Linked DNA regions of Oryctolagus cuniculus: region 2 is linked to region 1. The links are chromatin contacts, called in public Hi-C maps. All regions are on one chromosome and are shown on one strand. The core of a region is the stretch at or near the end of the contact, and the rest is flanking DNA. Distances in the headings are between cores, read along the strand shown. Region 1 has its middle 710 kb from the start of QKI. Region 2 overlaps LOC127492930 (a long non-coding RNA gene).

What was found. A called contact is a pair of places that touch in the nucleus more often than the background predicts.
Region 2: a Hi-C map of liver shows a contact between it and region 1, with 6 times the contacts expected there. The contact joins two enhancer-like sites. A contact is called at or near these places in 4 of 6 Hi-C or Micro-C datasets (ear pinna, liver, psoas muscle and 1 more).

The regions. Positions count from the first base shown.
Region 1 is chr5:4,617,515-4,621,668 of mOryCun1.1, forward strand. No RefSeq gene overlaps it. Among named protein-coding and RNA genes, the nearest start is that of QKI, 710 kb to the right of the region's middle. Within about 2 kb of position 2,212, at least 1 of the 8 cell types and tissues checked has an H3K27ac peak or open chromatin away from gene starts, as enhancers often do.
Region 2 is chr5:4,748,225-4,752,378 of mOryCun1.1, forward strand. All of the region lies in intron 2 of LOC127492930 (a long non-coding RNA gene), which reads right to left. Among named protein-coding and RNA genes, the nearest start is that of QKI, 580 kb to the right of the region's middle. Within about 2 kb of position 2,432, at least 1 of the 8 cell types and tissues checked has an H3K27ac peak or open chromatin away from gene starts, as enhancers often do.

The DNA of each region.
Region 1 (4,154 bases), core at 962-3,461:
GCTTGGATTCCCCAGCCCCAACTTTTGTTTCTAATTTTTAGGAAATGCCGTAGAGGCACAAGCTCAGGAAACCTTCAGCACGTATTCCCCTCACCACACCCCTCCGCAGACAGTTCAAGGCGGGTTCCCGACTCTAGGCCCTGAGACCATCACACAGGGGTCCTTCGCTAGGTTGGAACATCTTTGGGGCCTTTGGATAAAGCCGAGGCCCAGTCTCCCCCCAAAAGTTTCCAAGACCAGAGCCAACATTCTCCGTTGGACACCTGTCCTCATGAGAGCTGGGCTTGAGTCTGAAATGCATCTCGCACAGGCCACTTAAAAGCCATCCCAAGATAACCGGGGTCAGAATGCAGTCAGCGTCCACAAATAAAGCACAGCCCATGACTGCACTCTGAAGGCATCCGATTTGCTGGGGCCTCTGATTTCCAACAGTTGCATCAGCCACCGACACACTCTGGGAGCAGGCGCTTGGCAGGCCAAGGGCTCAGCAACACAGCACCACCTTTGCCCCAATGTCTAAAACCAAATTAATTTGACTGACAAAATCCGCAAGCATGGATATGCCAAAGCAGCACCAGATCGTGTGTGCCTTGAGTGCTGTCTGAATTCTATGTGACACTGGTGCTCAGGGAATGACAGGCATAGCTCAGGTGTCATCTCAACTGGGCCCCAGGTGCTCCTGGCTGGGTCCATTCTGCAGGTGGGAACAGAGGTCTACTAAAACCAGCAATGAGGAGTGGAGCCAGACTGGCCCAAGAGCTCACTCCCTTATTCACCTGTCCCACTGAACTTGACGAAGATCCTGCCACTCTGTTAGAAGAAAATCCTTGTTGCTATGGTAAGAATAAAAGGAATTCAAGAGGGGAAGCAACGTTAAGAAACTCCTGGTTCTCAGTCAAGTCGAGGTGGCAGCACAGAGCCTCAGTGCTCCTTGCTCCGCTTGGGGAGTTGTCGCTGCGTGGGTTTGCACTGGTGACACTGTTGCTTCTTACAGTTGCACAAGAGCCCTGAGGATGACAATGTGCTGAAGCACTTTCTGCCATGTCCGTGTGAGATTCAAACCAAGGCGGCAGGCGTGGGGCACAGCAGTCGAGGTGCTGCTGGGGCACCCGCATCTCACAGGGGAGTGAGTGCCTGACTCATGTCCTGGCTTCCCCATTTAGGGTCCAGCTTCCTGCTAATATGCACTCCGGGGAGCAGCAGGCGATGGCCCCAGTACTTGAGTTCCTGCCGTCCACATGGGAGATCCAAACTGAGTTCCAGGCTCCTGGCTTCAGCCTGACCCAGGCCTGGCTGTTTCAAGCATTTAGGAAGTGAACCAGTGAAAGGAAGCGCTCTCTCACTCTCTCTCGCTCTCTCTCTCTCCCATCTCTCCCTTTCAAATAAGATACATTTTAAAGTTTTAAAAACATTCAAACCAAGACATCAAAGACCAGAGCCGCTGTTCTGGTGTGAACCCTGGTGCAGGAGGTGTCTGCTCCTCTCCTGCCTCCAGACTGAGACCCCAAGAACATCCTCAAAAACAGGAGACCCCTGTGAGATCCCTGGCAGGAAACGTGACATAAAGGCAGAGAAGGGCATGTGATCGCCCCCAAACTCAGGCCTCACGGGATTCCTGCCGCTCTGTGCCCTTGGGGTTAAAACGCCTGCCGCTCAGGTGTTCTCAGCAGATAGACCCCGAGGAAGAGGGGGTTCTAGAATCAGGGAGCAACGCCAGGATGTGGACCACGGCCACTAGGGGGAGCCCTGGGTACAGGCGTCGGCAGGTTTTCAGGTTGCCAGAATGTCCGAGGGACAAATCCTGCCCTGGTCCAACAGTCACAGCCACAGTCACAGGTCCACCGGCATCAGCACTGCCTGGGTGTCACCTTTGCATGTAGTTGAGAAGGACATATCCACAGAGCCCCTGGCTCCTCCCAGGACCCGCGTCCTGGTGCCAGGCTGCACCCAGAGCCACATGTGGTCCACACCAAGGCAGGAGACGCCAGCCCACAGAGCCACCAGGACTGCTCTGTGAGAAGGTGAGGGAAGGTTTTTCTGGAACAGTGCAAAGCGGTGTTCACACCGGTGAGTGTGAGCTGCGTGGTTCAGACGCCGCTGGGCACAGCTCTGAATGCGCCGGGTCCTGGGTAAGGCAAGCAGCAGCAACCCCGGGGAGGCTTCCAGCTACGCTCCCTCGGCAGCGCCTGTGCCCCCAGCAGCAGTCCAGGGTGGGTCACAGCATGAGGGACTGACAGCTGCACACAGGACCCAGGGGTCACACAGTTCAGCGCCTCTGGCCACTGTCCTCACTCATGCCGCTTCCGGGAAAAGTGCTGACACGATTTCCCAAGCCTTAATGATCCATTATGGCCATCTCTGCAGTGGAAGAAAAGCCGAAGGTAAACTCAGAGCCCTATCGACAATATTGACCTGTTATGGCCCCGAACAGGTTCCCCTTCCATCCACCCATGTGACCCCATGCCCACCCCTACCCCAAGAGAGACACCAATGCTCTGTGTCCTTGACAGACAGCACCAAATTCTGGAGCAGGCAGCTTCTTCCCCAGCTGGTTTAGGGGAGACACGTGACCATGAGGCCCTAACAATAATTTTGGGTAAAAACATCCCTGTTTGTCTTGAGTGTTTTCTAAATGAGGCACAAGTGTAATTGCAGAGGCTAAACAGCCATGTTCTAAATATGGGTCTGTGTGCACACACGTGGGGCAGCACAGGCACACAGCAGGCAGACAGGCTGGCTGTGCGTCCCTTCCCCCTCCCTCTGCAGGAATTTGGCTGGAGATGAAGGTCTGATCTTTGAGCAATAACATTCTCCGAGTCCAACTGAGCATGGCCGAGCAAACACACACCTTGGCTTCTGAGCTTGCCATAGGCTGGCATAGCCTGCGGCAAAGGATTAACCTCTTGTTGCCTCCGGTCCACCCCACCCCTGCAAAAGATCACCCAGATTTTCAACCCACAAAAACACCTCAGCCCCCAGTGGCCACAGCACATAGCACAGCAAGGTGAGTGTCTCCCCGAGGTTTCGGTCTCTCAGGGTCACTGCTGTTGCATCCCAAGCACGCTCTCAGCCTTCAGAGTTGCATGAAAACTGTGTTCCTTTAACATGCACAAAGTGTGTGAACAGACGGACTCCAGCTTGTGGGGCTCGTGCAAGGTCAAGGTAGCAAATATTCTGAGTGGTCATTCGGGAGACGTCCTGGTGTCCCGCTTCTGGCCACTAATGATCCTGTCCCAGCCCAACAGCAAAGCTTCCATCCCAGCCCCATTTAGGGTCCCATTTGTTGCCCACGGCCTCAATAATTTGTGACTGAGTGGCCCTGGCCCTGCCACCCTGAAAACAACTCCGCAGACAGCAAAGGCAGGGGCTGCTCTCTCCTGAGCTACATCTCCCAGGCTGAGTGCTCTACAAGATTTGGCTGAAAGTCCCAAGACGGACATCCTTACCCAGGGTTGAAACAAGGGAGACTCAAAACCGTTTATTTTAGGGGAAATCAATGCTCGAGGAGAGAAGTTTCCAGAGTGGCCGAGTAGTGAGCCGTATTTAGGGAGCACAGGCCATCTGTGGCATCTGAAGGCAGCAGGGACCAGCTCGTAGGAGATGGGGTCATGGCAGCGCTCTGAAAATGCAAATCCAGGCCCGAAGTTCACCAGCTTACTGCCAGCTCGTGGGTCAGGCCAGAGAACCATCCACGTCTGTGGTCCCTTTTGAGTCCTCAGCCTTCTTCCTTCGTAGAACCTCACCTTTGAGGCCGTCAGTGTCCAAACCACAGAGGACGCGGGCATGGAATGGACATAGGCTCCCTACCCAGGGAGGCACAGAAGCTGCCACCAGCCTCACTTGGCCTACACCCCCAGGGCAGGGCTGGCGACCAGCTGCCACTGTGGCTGGGCAGTCATTTCTCGGTGAGGTTGAGTCCTGGCCACGTGGTCACCCAGCGCCCACGTTCGTACCTGACAGTGGCTCACCCCAGGGCTCCGGAGCCTGGCCAGGGACCATGAGCTCTTTCCTTTGCAGGTGGACCTGCTTCCTTTTCCTGGGCAGATCTAGCTGATGGGGACAAAGTACTCCTATGGAGTGACGCCGTCTCATGGTGGAACGTCCGCCTGTTGATCCGGTGCGTCTGCGTCCCCTTCCCTGGAAGGGATTTCCCG
Region 2 (4,154 bases), core at 1,182-3,681, 130 kb after region 1:
CATAAACTTATATGTTAATTCTGAGAGAACCAATATTTTAATATTTAACTTCATATAAAAATAAAATATTTTCATTTGGTGAGATCTTATTTTATGTTCTTCTACAAGATTTTAAAAATTTCTTCAGAAAGCACCTATACCTTTATAATTGAGTGAGTCCTTTATATGCAACTTTTATAATTCATATAAAATATATATTTATTATTTTTATTTTATTTTCATGTCTAGCTAGCTATAGCTAGCAGAGAGAAAGCTATTGATTTTCACATGTAATATTAATTGCTTTACCAAATTCTCATTAATTACAATAACTTTTTATTAGAGTATTTTGAATTTCACCAATATGAACTCAATCATTGTAAAAGGAATTGTATCTCTTTCGAAGTATTTAAGTGACTATTTCCTTTTCTTATCTTCAGAGCTATCAAATACCTGCAGTAAATATTCTTTCATTGTTCCCAACTTTAGTAGAAACGAGTTTAGCATTTTACCATTTAGAACAATGTCTGCATGTTTAAAATAAACAGTCTCCTCAAATTTAAATGTATTTCCTCCTGATTCTGATCTGCTTAGGTGTGTCGGTAGGAAGATCTGATAACTCTATCAAATGTCCTCTTGAATGTGTTGATTAGCTTATACTTTTCCTTCTTAGCGGCTTGATCACAGAGGTCCTCATAGGGAATCACCCAGCATCCCTCAACTCGTGGACCCATGGATGTCTGCTCCGAAGGACCCACAACTGGAAGTCAGCTGCACATCTTCATCTCCACTGACCGCCATGATAGTCCATTGCTTTGACTTCCGGTGCCATCTACGCCAACCCCTGGTGTGCACACGGTTCACCAGACAGACTTATGAGCCTGGCCTCCTGGTTTCCACTCAGTCCTGCTCTCCCATGACACAGGAGCACCTTTTCCCCTTGGCTACCAAGTCCCAGGGCTACTGGGCCACCTACCCTCGGCAAATATCCTCAGCCCTGCCCCATGCACCCCAACAGGGCCTCCCTGTGCTCAGGTGACATCAAGGTGACAAGCGGCTTCCAAGATGGCTGCACAGAACCAGCGCAGCAGAGGATACCTGAAGTGCACCTACCGACCGGGCTTTGGAGTGGACTCCAGGGAGTGCCAGAGACGAAGTCTGGATGCTGAAGAACAAGCTTCCCATTTTACAGGTGGGAAGAGAGAAGAGAACCACCTGCCTTAAAGTCCTCAAGCCTCACTGTCCCACTGTTGCCAAGGGGTGAGGGGCACCTGTGGGAGCCTCATGGACCCCGTCACAGCTGACGCCCCAGGACCTTCCTCGGTTTGCCCAAGAATCCATTTCCCAGTTGGAAAGAAGCTGTCCAGCAAGGAACGCAACTCCCAAATCCTCTTGTGCACTTGGAGGTGAAATGGAGCATGCTGACCACTGGGAGGCTCTCATAGGGCTGTGCCCAGGCTGCCCAGCCACCTGTGTCCAGCCTTGACCCCTGCCACCACGGCTTATTTGCCCTCCTGGCCAGCGCTGGGCAGAGCTCCAGCAATGCAAACACTCCAGGCTCTCTCCCTCTGAGCAGATGCCCTCCCCTGCACAGGAACGTAGGAGACAAACACTGACCCCTGTCCAGGCTGAGGGGGACCCCTGGAATGGGGGTGCTATGGAAACTGCAGGATGCACCCACGAGTAAATGGGTTCAAAGATCAGATGGAGGACAGATCTGTGACAGCGCCTCCTGGACCACCAGGGAACAGCATCTGACAAGGCCCTTTCTGTGGAGGCCTCTTCTTTTGTTTTAAACTCTAAGAAAATTACTTTCGACCACTCAGCTTTCTGAAGTTACAAGGGGCTAGAGGTGACAAAATGTTCCGTATTCTACAAATGCAGCCTTGCAGGTTGTTTGTTCTGATGCCACAAAACCCCCTTGAAGATGACGAAATGCTGGGCAAAGAAGTCAGCAGCCATGGGGGCCCCAGATGTGCACTGTGAACCCCCAACAACAAAAGCACACCCCCACTGCACCCTAGAGAACTCCTGTGCCCCCTCTTCCTTCCTCCAGAGGATGAAAAGGAAGCCAATGCCAGTCAGCTCCAGGGTGTGCTCCTTCAGATCAACACCCAGACCCTTGGACACTACCGCCCCTTTGAGCCTTGTGCCCAGGAGCCCTGTGAACAGTCAGGCACAGGTGGGCATGGGGGTCCGAGCAGGTGCGTCTGCTTCCCTTGTCCATGCAGGCTGCAGCCTCTCAGGGTCGGGGTGAGTGCCCACACCTTCCTTGATCTCAGCGGCACCCAGCAACACGCACATTACTCAGGCAGAGCGCCTGAAACAGGAGCTCTGTGTGGACTGAAATTGCACAAACCCCATGGTGCCCTGCTGATGTGTCCCAAGGGAGGCTCACGGAAACACAGGGAGGTGCTCTGGTGCTGTCTCAAGGTGGACTGAACCTCCCGGTAACTACATTCCCAATCTCCTTTCACACCAGTCACCGCCCACACCTTCCCCACCCATGCACTGCTGAGTGGATTATAGCTGCGTGCTGCTGCAGCACGTGATAAACTAGTTTGCTTTGGCATTTCCTAATTAAAAATTGCTTTCATTCCTTCACTACTATAGCAATGTATGTTTGAGAAAGCAAAGATAAGCACATTTTAGAAAAAGCCTCCGTTCTCTCACCACACAGAGAGATCTGCTGGGGATGAGCTGTGGGCACTGATTTCCAGATCTCTCTCTGCCTTGGTAAATTCATCTTTTTTTTTTTTTTTTTTTTTTTTACAAATTATGACTCATATTGTCACAACTATTTGTAGCTCTCTTCTTCATTTAATAAGAAGAGGGTGAGGCCGGCGCCGCGGCTCACTAGGCTAATCCTCCGCCTAGCGGCGCCGGCACACCGGGTTCTAGTCCCGGTCGGGGCGCCGGATTCTGTCCCGGTTGCCCCTCTTCCAGGACAGCTCTCTGCTATGGCCAGGGAGTGCAGTGGAGGATGGCCCAGGTGCTTGGGCCCTGCACCCCATGGGAGACCAGGAAAAGCACCTGGCTCCTGGCTCCTGCCATCGGATCAGCGCGGTGCGCCGGCCGCAGCGCGCCAGCCGCAGCGGCCATTGGAGGGTGAACCAACGGCAAAGGAAGACCTTTCTCTCTGTCTCTCTCTCACTGTCCACTCTGCCTGCCAAAAAAAAAAAAAAAAAAATAAGAAGAGGGTGATATCCCAAACCAAATTCATGTTACAAGCATTCTCCTAGGATATTGTTTGAACTGCCATTTATTTTGCTACTATTTAACAACAGTTCAGTTCACTCTTTTCCTATCAGAAGCTTCCGTGTAGCTGGCTGTTTTCTCAAATGCCGTTTTTGGTCTGTCTGGTCCATGCTTTCAGTGGGCAACAGGCACAGAACAGGCTCAGGGGACACAGCAGTGAGCACAGCAGGCGGATCCCAGCCCCGTGAAACAGCGAGTCCTGGAGGCAAACCTTGAAAGAGTTAACTTCTAAGTAAAGGTGAAATTATAAACATGGATAGGCATCTTAGAGGAGGGAAGAGCAGACATGAGTGGGGGTAAAGACCATGGCTTGACACGAGACCTACCAGACAAGTCAGGGAGAGGAGGGAGGGCATCCCCCAGGCCCCTACTACAGAGAGGAGAAGGGAGAGGGGCGCGCAGGTGCGGATGCCAGCAGATGGGGCTGGGATCTTACTCGGAGGGCAGTGGGGAGCCCCGAAGTGCTTCCTACAGGAGAGGGACTTCCTGAGTTGGGCTTGAACGATTGCTTTGACATCAACGGGGGCTGGTGGTGGGAGTGGCACATGGTTACAACACGGACACGGTGATCTACAAGGTGACAGCGCTGATCATTGCAAAGCGTTCAGAAAACGCTGTAAAGAAAAGGAAAAGAGGGCACCCATATTCCATTACCTGAAGACCATTTCTATCAACGCATCGTTGCAGAGCTTCTTGGAGTTTTAGGGTCCGACATTTATACTTCAGTATACATGGACGGCCCATTATTTTGAGGACAAAATTAGATTGCAGCATAAGTGATAGCCTATACTGTTTTCTGTCCACAATATCATGAGTATATTTTGCATACTGGATAGATCAAAAAGTAGTACATTTGGAAGTTGTAATGTTAAGTTTAATAATTTAATTAATGTCTAGTAATAAAGATGTGGCTATAA